Regions from separate parts of the Sus scrofa genome. Here region 1 is linked to region 2. Evidence: chromatin contacts called from public HiChIP or PLAC-seq data. All regions are on one chromosome and are shown on one strand. Each heading gives the region's core, a stretch centred on a gene start, on an enhancer-like site or on the middle of the called end of the contact. The rest is flanking DNA. Distances are from core to core; before and after follow the strand shown. Region 1 holds the start of RXFP3 (relaxin-3 receptor 1). Region 2 holds the start of TARS (threonine--tRNA ligase, cytoplasmic).

Region 1 (3,286 bases), core at 23-2,522, 490 kb after region 2:
AAAAAGGATTTTTTGCTTCAATAAGACAGGCTTAGTTGAGCGATACTATACATTCCTGCACAGGATCTGCAGTTGATTTTCAGACAACAGATTGGGAAATGAAGAGCATTCGAGGCTCGGAAGCACTCCGAAAGTGTTCTCTGGGCGTCACTCTTGGGAACAGCCTCTCCTGGGGTCTCACTGTGAGTCTTGCTGGCCAAGAACTCAAGGCCTGGGAGACCTCAGGAGCACATTGTAGGAGTCCATCCTACAGTGAAGATGTCACTGTCAGGCCTAGATGTGATTTTAAAAAAACTCAGCAAGACCTCTTTCTCTTCCTTTGCTTCCGATCTTACTGTGTAATTGACCATCATGGGACATTGATTCTTCTTTGGGACTTAAGTTATTTCACGTGGAGAGTTAGGAAAGGAATAAAAGTTAACCCAGAAATTCCCAAACTTGGGAGAAAATTGGTATCATCTGGAAGAGGGTTGCTACAATGTAGATTGTTGGGCCCCTTTCAACTCCACTGAGAAGCAGAACCTCTGCAGTTGCATGGGGCTGGGAAGAGAGCTGCAAATTATATTTCAGCAAGCTCCCCACCTGCTCAGCACCTATCCTCAGACTATTTGAAAATCACAATTCCTCCCATGTACGCACAAAGAAAATGAGGCAAAGGGCTTTCCATGTGTGCCCTAGACTTCCTTGTTTTTCAAGGAAAAAACCTTGACATTTTTTTAACTAAAGGAGAGATTAAAAAAAAAAAAATTGTTTGAGAAAGAGCTAGCAAAAACCGGAGTGAGGAGTGAGCTTGAAGATGAGACTACTATGGGAATGGGGTTCACAACCTATGTAATGGGGTTCGCAACCTATGTAATGGTTCAGAGCAAGGCTGAGCTTCTCCAGATTAGAACTGCAGGAGGGCTGTGGTTTGGTTTGGTTTTCGTTTTTATTAAAGCCCTGGCGCCCTCCAGCGGGCAAGCGGAGCAGTCCAGAGACTACAGTGAAGTGTGTTCTCTGGAACTGTGTTCTCATTTAAGAATTAAGATTGTTCATTTGTGATAGAGCATGATAGAAGATAATATGAGAAAAAGAATGTGTATACATCTATGTATGTATATGTGTGTGTGTGAGACTGGGTCACTTTTCTGTATAGCAGAAATTGACAGAACATTGTAAATCAACTATAATAAATTTTTACAAAAATTATTCAAAACATAAAAAATAAAAATAAACACATAAAAAAGAATTAAGATTGTTTCCATTTCCCTTCATATGTTTTGGGTACCACGTTTCTTTTTCACTATGGTTTTTTCTCTCTTATGCCTTAAAGTCATAATCTCTTTATCTCTCTAGGTAGAGTTCCCAGTTCTGCAGGAATGAGGACAATTATGCTTAAGATACTCTTGTTACAGTTTCGTCTCAGACAGTGAGGAGAACATTTCAAATTTCTTGAGTTCATCCTAAGAAGTGTACATGTTACACCAGAGCAGTTGATCTGGCACTTAAATAAACTGCAATTTAATACGTCTCAGACAGTGAGGAGAACATTTCAAATTTCTTGAGTTCATCCTAAGAAGTGTACATGTTACACCAGAGCAGTTGATCTGGCACTTAAATAAACTGCAATTTAATAAGTAATTCAAATGGTTTATATTAGCTCCCCTTGCCCAAAGGAACTAAAAAGATTCCTTGGAATTTACTTCATTGGTCTAAACCAACCAAACAAACAAAAAACACCTGTTAAAGAGTTTTGATTATAATAGTGTTGGAAATAAGGGGCTGGTGGTCCAAAGACAGCCCTATGAAATTCTCTATTCCAACTGCATCAAGGTAAAGAGAGTGTGGTGGTGAGTAAGCAGTAGGTTGAAGAACTCTGGGCTGAGAGCTAACCATCTCTTGTCTGTGAGGTTGGTGCACCGACTATACGCTCTGCTTAGCTTCAGTTCTCAGAATACATCTAGGCAGAGGGCAACACCTGAACCCAGAGTTCTGTTATGTGAAGACGCTTTGAAAATCCTGACAATCCCAGGCACCGATTAAAGTGATCAGCTAATTAATAAGGGGAAGTGGGGCTGGCGTTTGTGTATTCAACAAGAGCCCACGATCTGATTTAAGGTCTGGGTATGAAAAGAAGCCACTATCTTCGTTTTTAAAAGAGAAAAATGGGCAGAAGAGCGTGCATTTGGGAGTGAGAAAGAAAGAATTCTGCTTGCTCTGTTTGGCAATAAAAGCGATCGCAAATCAAAGCAGACTTTCTTCAGTCACATAGGTAAGTAAAGGGTTATGACCATTTCCTTTCGAAACTGAAGAGGAAAAGGGAAATTGGCAGCTGTGCTTTGCCTGCTATGCAACACCACCCCCCTCCCCCGCGGCGGACGCGGCGAAGTTCAGCACCTCGGAAAGCGCCCCTTCTGGCTGTGCTGGGGATGACGCATGCTCCTTGGGAGTCCGCAGCCTGGGCTCTGCGAGTGGGGATATAACTCGCGGGAACGCCGCTGACAAGTCACTGGGAGTTGACAACAGCGGAGGGACCGAGACACGAGGCAGAGAGGGCAGCATAGAAAGACCTCCAGAGAGTCAGAGCCAGGTAGACGAAACTCTCTTCAGAAACCTCATCTAAGCAGCTGCGGAGGAAATCGACAAAGGTATTTGAAAGGCAAGGGGCGGGCCCTCAATAGCCTTCTCGAGCGGCGGGGTGGGATGCGCTCGTGCCTAAGTGACAGCGGAAAACGCAAGGAGGAAAGTCTGAGTTTTACAGTAGGGACCCGGAGACGCCAACCTTGGCTGGACGCCGACTGCTTGCCTTAAGAACTCTGCTCCTCTGCTCTCGAATTCCGCTCCCGCACAGACGCTGAGCGCAGCTCCCGCTCCCAAGGCCAAGCTCCGCGCGCCGAGAACGCGCCTGGAGCCCAGTTTCTAGGCGCTCTGTTCCGCGGCTGCGTTAAAAGCCTCAACGCACGCCGGGACCCCGCGAGAGTTGGTTTCCCTTAGGTCCTATCCCTGAAATACGACCTAGAGGCACCTGCGCAGGCAGGTGGCCACTGCAGTCGCAATAGCCACTATGAACAAGGCGGCTGGCGGGGACGAGCTTGCAGAACTCTTCAGTCTGATCCCGGACCTTCTGCAGGCGGCCAACACCAGCGGCAACGCGTCTCTGCAGCTCCAGGACTTGCTGTGGGAGCTGGGGCTGGAGTTGCCGGACGGCGCGGCGCCAGGGCACCCCCCGGGCGGCGGCGGGGCAGAGACCGCGGACACCGAGGCTCGGGTGCGGATTCTCATCAGCGTGGTGTACTGGGTAGTCTGC
Region 2 (3,449 bases), core at 579-3,078:
GCTTTTTCTTCCACCATTCTTAGGCCAGGACTGATTCTGAGGTTAAATGAGAACAAAGGGTTAAGAAAAGCTGCTAAAGATCAAGTTTCACAGTAGTAAGAACAATCTGTCATTATTAGCCTATATTCTGCCTATATTTTGCTTCTAACAAATTCAGTGACCTTGATCTTTCTGGTCCTGGTTATTCTTTTTCAAAATTAAGATGCAATTCTGAAAACCTGTCTAAAGAGCATAATTAACTTGTTTTGCATAGAAGGTAAGATCCTATTGATTCCTACTCTAAGTATGGAAAGTCAGATTGGTTTATTTAAGCCTATAAAATTGCGCATAACTCTTGGAACTTCTTAAACACCCACAAAGTACTACCAATAATCTACTCTTATTAACAAAGTTAGTTTTTCAAGCAAGGATTATCTCAACACGCATTAATTCCCTCAACACGTATTGAATGTTAACTGTATGCCAGGCTTATATCTGCTAGATGCTGGCAAAAATACACAAGTTGTGCTTTAGAGAAGCTTTCAATCAGTAACTTTATAATCGTAAAACTGAACTGATAGGTGCTATAAAGACAGCTGCAGGAAGATCTAACAGGGAGACTTGCTCCATTCAGTAAGGGTCAAGAAATGGTTCCCCTAAGACAACAATTCTTGAGAGCTAACATAGGTGCAAAGTAGGCAAAAAGCATGTGGAGCAGGAAGAGATAAGGATGGGGAGAATAAACTCTGCAGGTACAAAAAAAACCTGTGGGAGCACACCTGAGAAACAGTAAGATCACTCGTTCACTGCATGGTGAAGTGAAAAAGTTGGGCAGTCAGAGGCCTTCAAAGCTTTGGCTATTTTTATACTGAAAGTCCCTTGAAGAAGAGTTTTAAGCAAGAGGTTGTCATGATCATATTTGTATTGTATTCTGGTGCCATGTGAAAAATGAATGCAGAAAGTCGGGTCAGGAGGCTATTGGTTATTGATCTTCACGGAAGGACGACCCTGAAGGTGTCAAGTTGTCAAGGACTGATATTTATAAAGTAAAATCTATAAAACCTGGTGATGGAGTAAGTTGGTGATGGTCATAAACTATAGACGAACTCACTGCACTTCTGATTTCAAATTAGTAACGGTTTTCAATTGGCTGGTAAAATAAATGAAAGTAGACCAGGAGATTCGAAACACTGAGACCTCTACGGGAGAATCCGTGGAGTCGGAGTGGTTATTTCCTTAATTGAAAGTTTCACTGCATGTTCAATGCTTTCTGATGCAATATAGGTAGGCGGTGACATGTACTAATGAACTTCCGAGCAAAGGCGCTCGTTCCTGGATCACCAAGGCCTGGGTCTTGGGAATCCTGAATTGCAGTGAGGAGGGTTCACTCGATTCACTGCCACAGACTTGGGATCCCTGAGAAGTCTCCAGAACTCAGCAGTCAGGCCAGGTCAGGCGACGCCGAAGCTGCAGGGAACGCTGGCCACTCTTCCGGAGTCCGGCCCCAGCGGCAGGGATGATATTCAGGTGGCCGAGACTTCCCGGAAACTTAAACTTAGCTCCTCTCTCTCGCTACGGTGGCCGAAAAGGCCCTAGAATAATAGGTCGAGTCACCGAGTCACCCAGAAGAAGGCGCAGGCGCACTGCGGACTTCTAGGATCTGGGAAAAGCCGGGTACCCTGGGAAAAGCAGGCCTGCGGGTTTAACGTCTGCAGTTTCTTCTCCTGCCCCTGCCTCACTCTGATTTCTTAGAAGGACTATAGCCCGACAAGCTTTTTCATTGGTTTAGAGAAAGGAGGGCCCGCCATTCCCCCTTGTCGATTGGCTGCCGCTTCTCCCGTCAAGTTAGGAGGCGGAGTTTGGGCGCTTTCCTATTGCATCAGCTGGCACGAGTGGCGCAAGCAGAGGATTTCCGGGCGTTCAAGCCCAATTCTATCTGTCGTCCACTCTCCTGTGCAGCCTATCGTTTTGGATTTTTTTTTTTTTTTCTTTGGGGTGATTTGCCGATGTCTGAGGAGAAAGCCCACAGTCCTTCAGGAAAGATGGGAGGCGAGGAGAAGCCGGTGAGTGGGCAGAGTAGAGCCTGGAGGTTGGGCTGGGCTCTCCCGGTACCCACGTTGCTTTACCGGGGAGCCAGGGGTGGAGGAAGTGGCCCCGGTCGTGTAGGGGGTGCGGTGTAGGGGGGTGGAGGAGTCCGAGAGGGGCAATGGAGCTCCTGAGTAAGTCAGGGCCTCCTTTGGCGAGGAAACTCAAATTCATACAGTAGAGCGAGGCCTTGCAGGTCTTTTCAGGGTCCATTCTCTTTTGTATATGAAGAAACTGAGATCTTGAGTGTCTTGCTTTGAGTCACACAACTAACTAGAAGCCGAAGACAGAATTAGAGTCTAGGGCTCCGGACAGACTCCTAGACTCCTGTCTTTCGCTCACCATAGTTGGGAAGAATGTTGCAGGGCCTCGTTTAATTCTAAAACCGCGTAGGGGTAAGATCCCCAGTTTAAGGAAGGGAAAGCCTAGTCACCGAGACCTGGTCCAACTTGCTCAAGCTTTGGGTGGTTTATAATAAGTGATGGAGGCTGGGTGACCGCAGCTGACAAACTCTAGAGAAGTTACACACTTCCCTGCTTGGTGCTGGAGGCAATACTTAGCCCATTCGCAAAAGCTCAACATTTCAGCTCTGAACTTTCCCTTTAGTATCAGGAACATCCTCAGTCTGTTCTGTGTACCATTTTAATGTCCCTGGGCTGTTCTACTTAACGGCTGTGCACACATGGGGAATTATCTACTTTCTTTCAGCCACTATTCTCATTTGTAAAATGGAGAGGTATTTTGAAGACATAAAAGCCTTGGTGTTAATTCTCTCCTTTTCCATTACTTCTGTTCTTTTAGCAAATACCCATAGGATCAAAATCAAAAACATTTAATCAGGAAAATAGAATTATTTAATTATCTTTCCATTTTAAATTTTCACTGACAGACCTGCAATTAATTTTTCCCCTTCTTTTTACCTGATATGGCTAATCCTATAGTATTTTTTTTAATTTTTTTTTTTTTTTTTGTCTTTTTAGGGCTGCACCCGCAGCACATGGAGGTTCCCAGGCTAGGGGTATAATCAGAGCTGTACCTGCCGGCCCCTGCCACAGCCACAGCCATGCCAGATCCAAGCCACCCCTGCAGCCTACACCACAGCTTGCAGGCAACGTAGGATCCTTAACCCACTGAGCGAGGCCAGGGATCGAACCTGCAACCTCATGGTTCCTAATCGGATTCTGGGTTTCTGTTGCACCACAGTGGGAACTCCACTAATCCTATAGTATAGAGAAGGCATGTAGGTGTTCTTATATTCCTGTCGGTTAGTGCTTTGCCTGATTAGAATTGGTTTAAGATGTGTTTATTGTTCAGCTGTTGGCTATACTAAATCTTAAAAGTTTATTAAATCCTGAATCCCAGAGTGGGGAAAGTATTAGCGTGAA

What was found. HiChIP or PLAC-seq counts read pairs in DNA pulled down with a chosen protein or histone mark.
Region 1: a contact with region 2 is called in an H3K27ac HiChIP or PLAC-seq map of alveolar macrophages. The contact joins the promoter of RXFP3 here to the promoter of TARS in region 2. A contact is called at or near these places in 2 of 47 Hi-C or Micro-C datasets (embryonic fibroblasts and skeletal muscle) and 2 of 2 datasets of contacts at active chromatin or transcription factors (alveolar macrophages and skeletal muscle).

Annotation. Positions count from the first base shown.
Region 1 is chr16:19,947,624-19,950,909 of Sscrofa11.1, forward strand. It overlaps RXFP3 (relaxin-3 receptor 1), which reads left to right and starts at 1,273. Exons shown (of 1, transcript XM_005672411.3): 1 at 1,273-3,286. The coding sequence starts at 3,044.
Region 2 is chr16:19,453,466-19,456,914 of Sscrofa11.1, forward strand. TARS (threonine--tRNA ligase, cytoplasmic) reads left to right here and starts at 1,829. Exons shown (of 20, transcript XM_021076644.1): 1 at 1,829-2,042. The coding sequence starts at 1,986.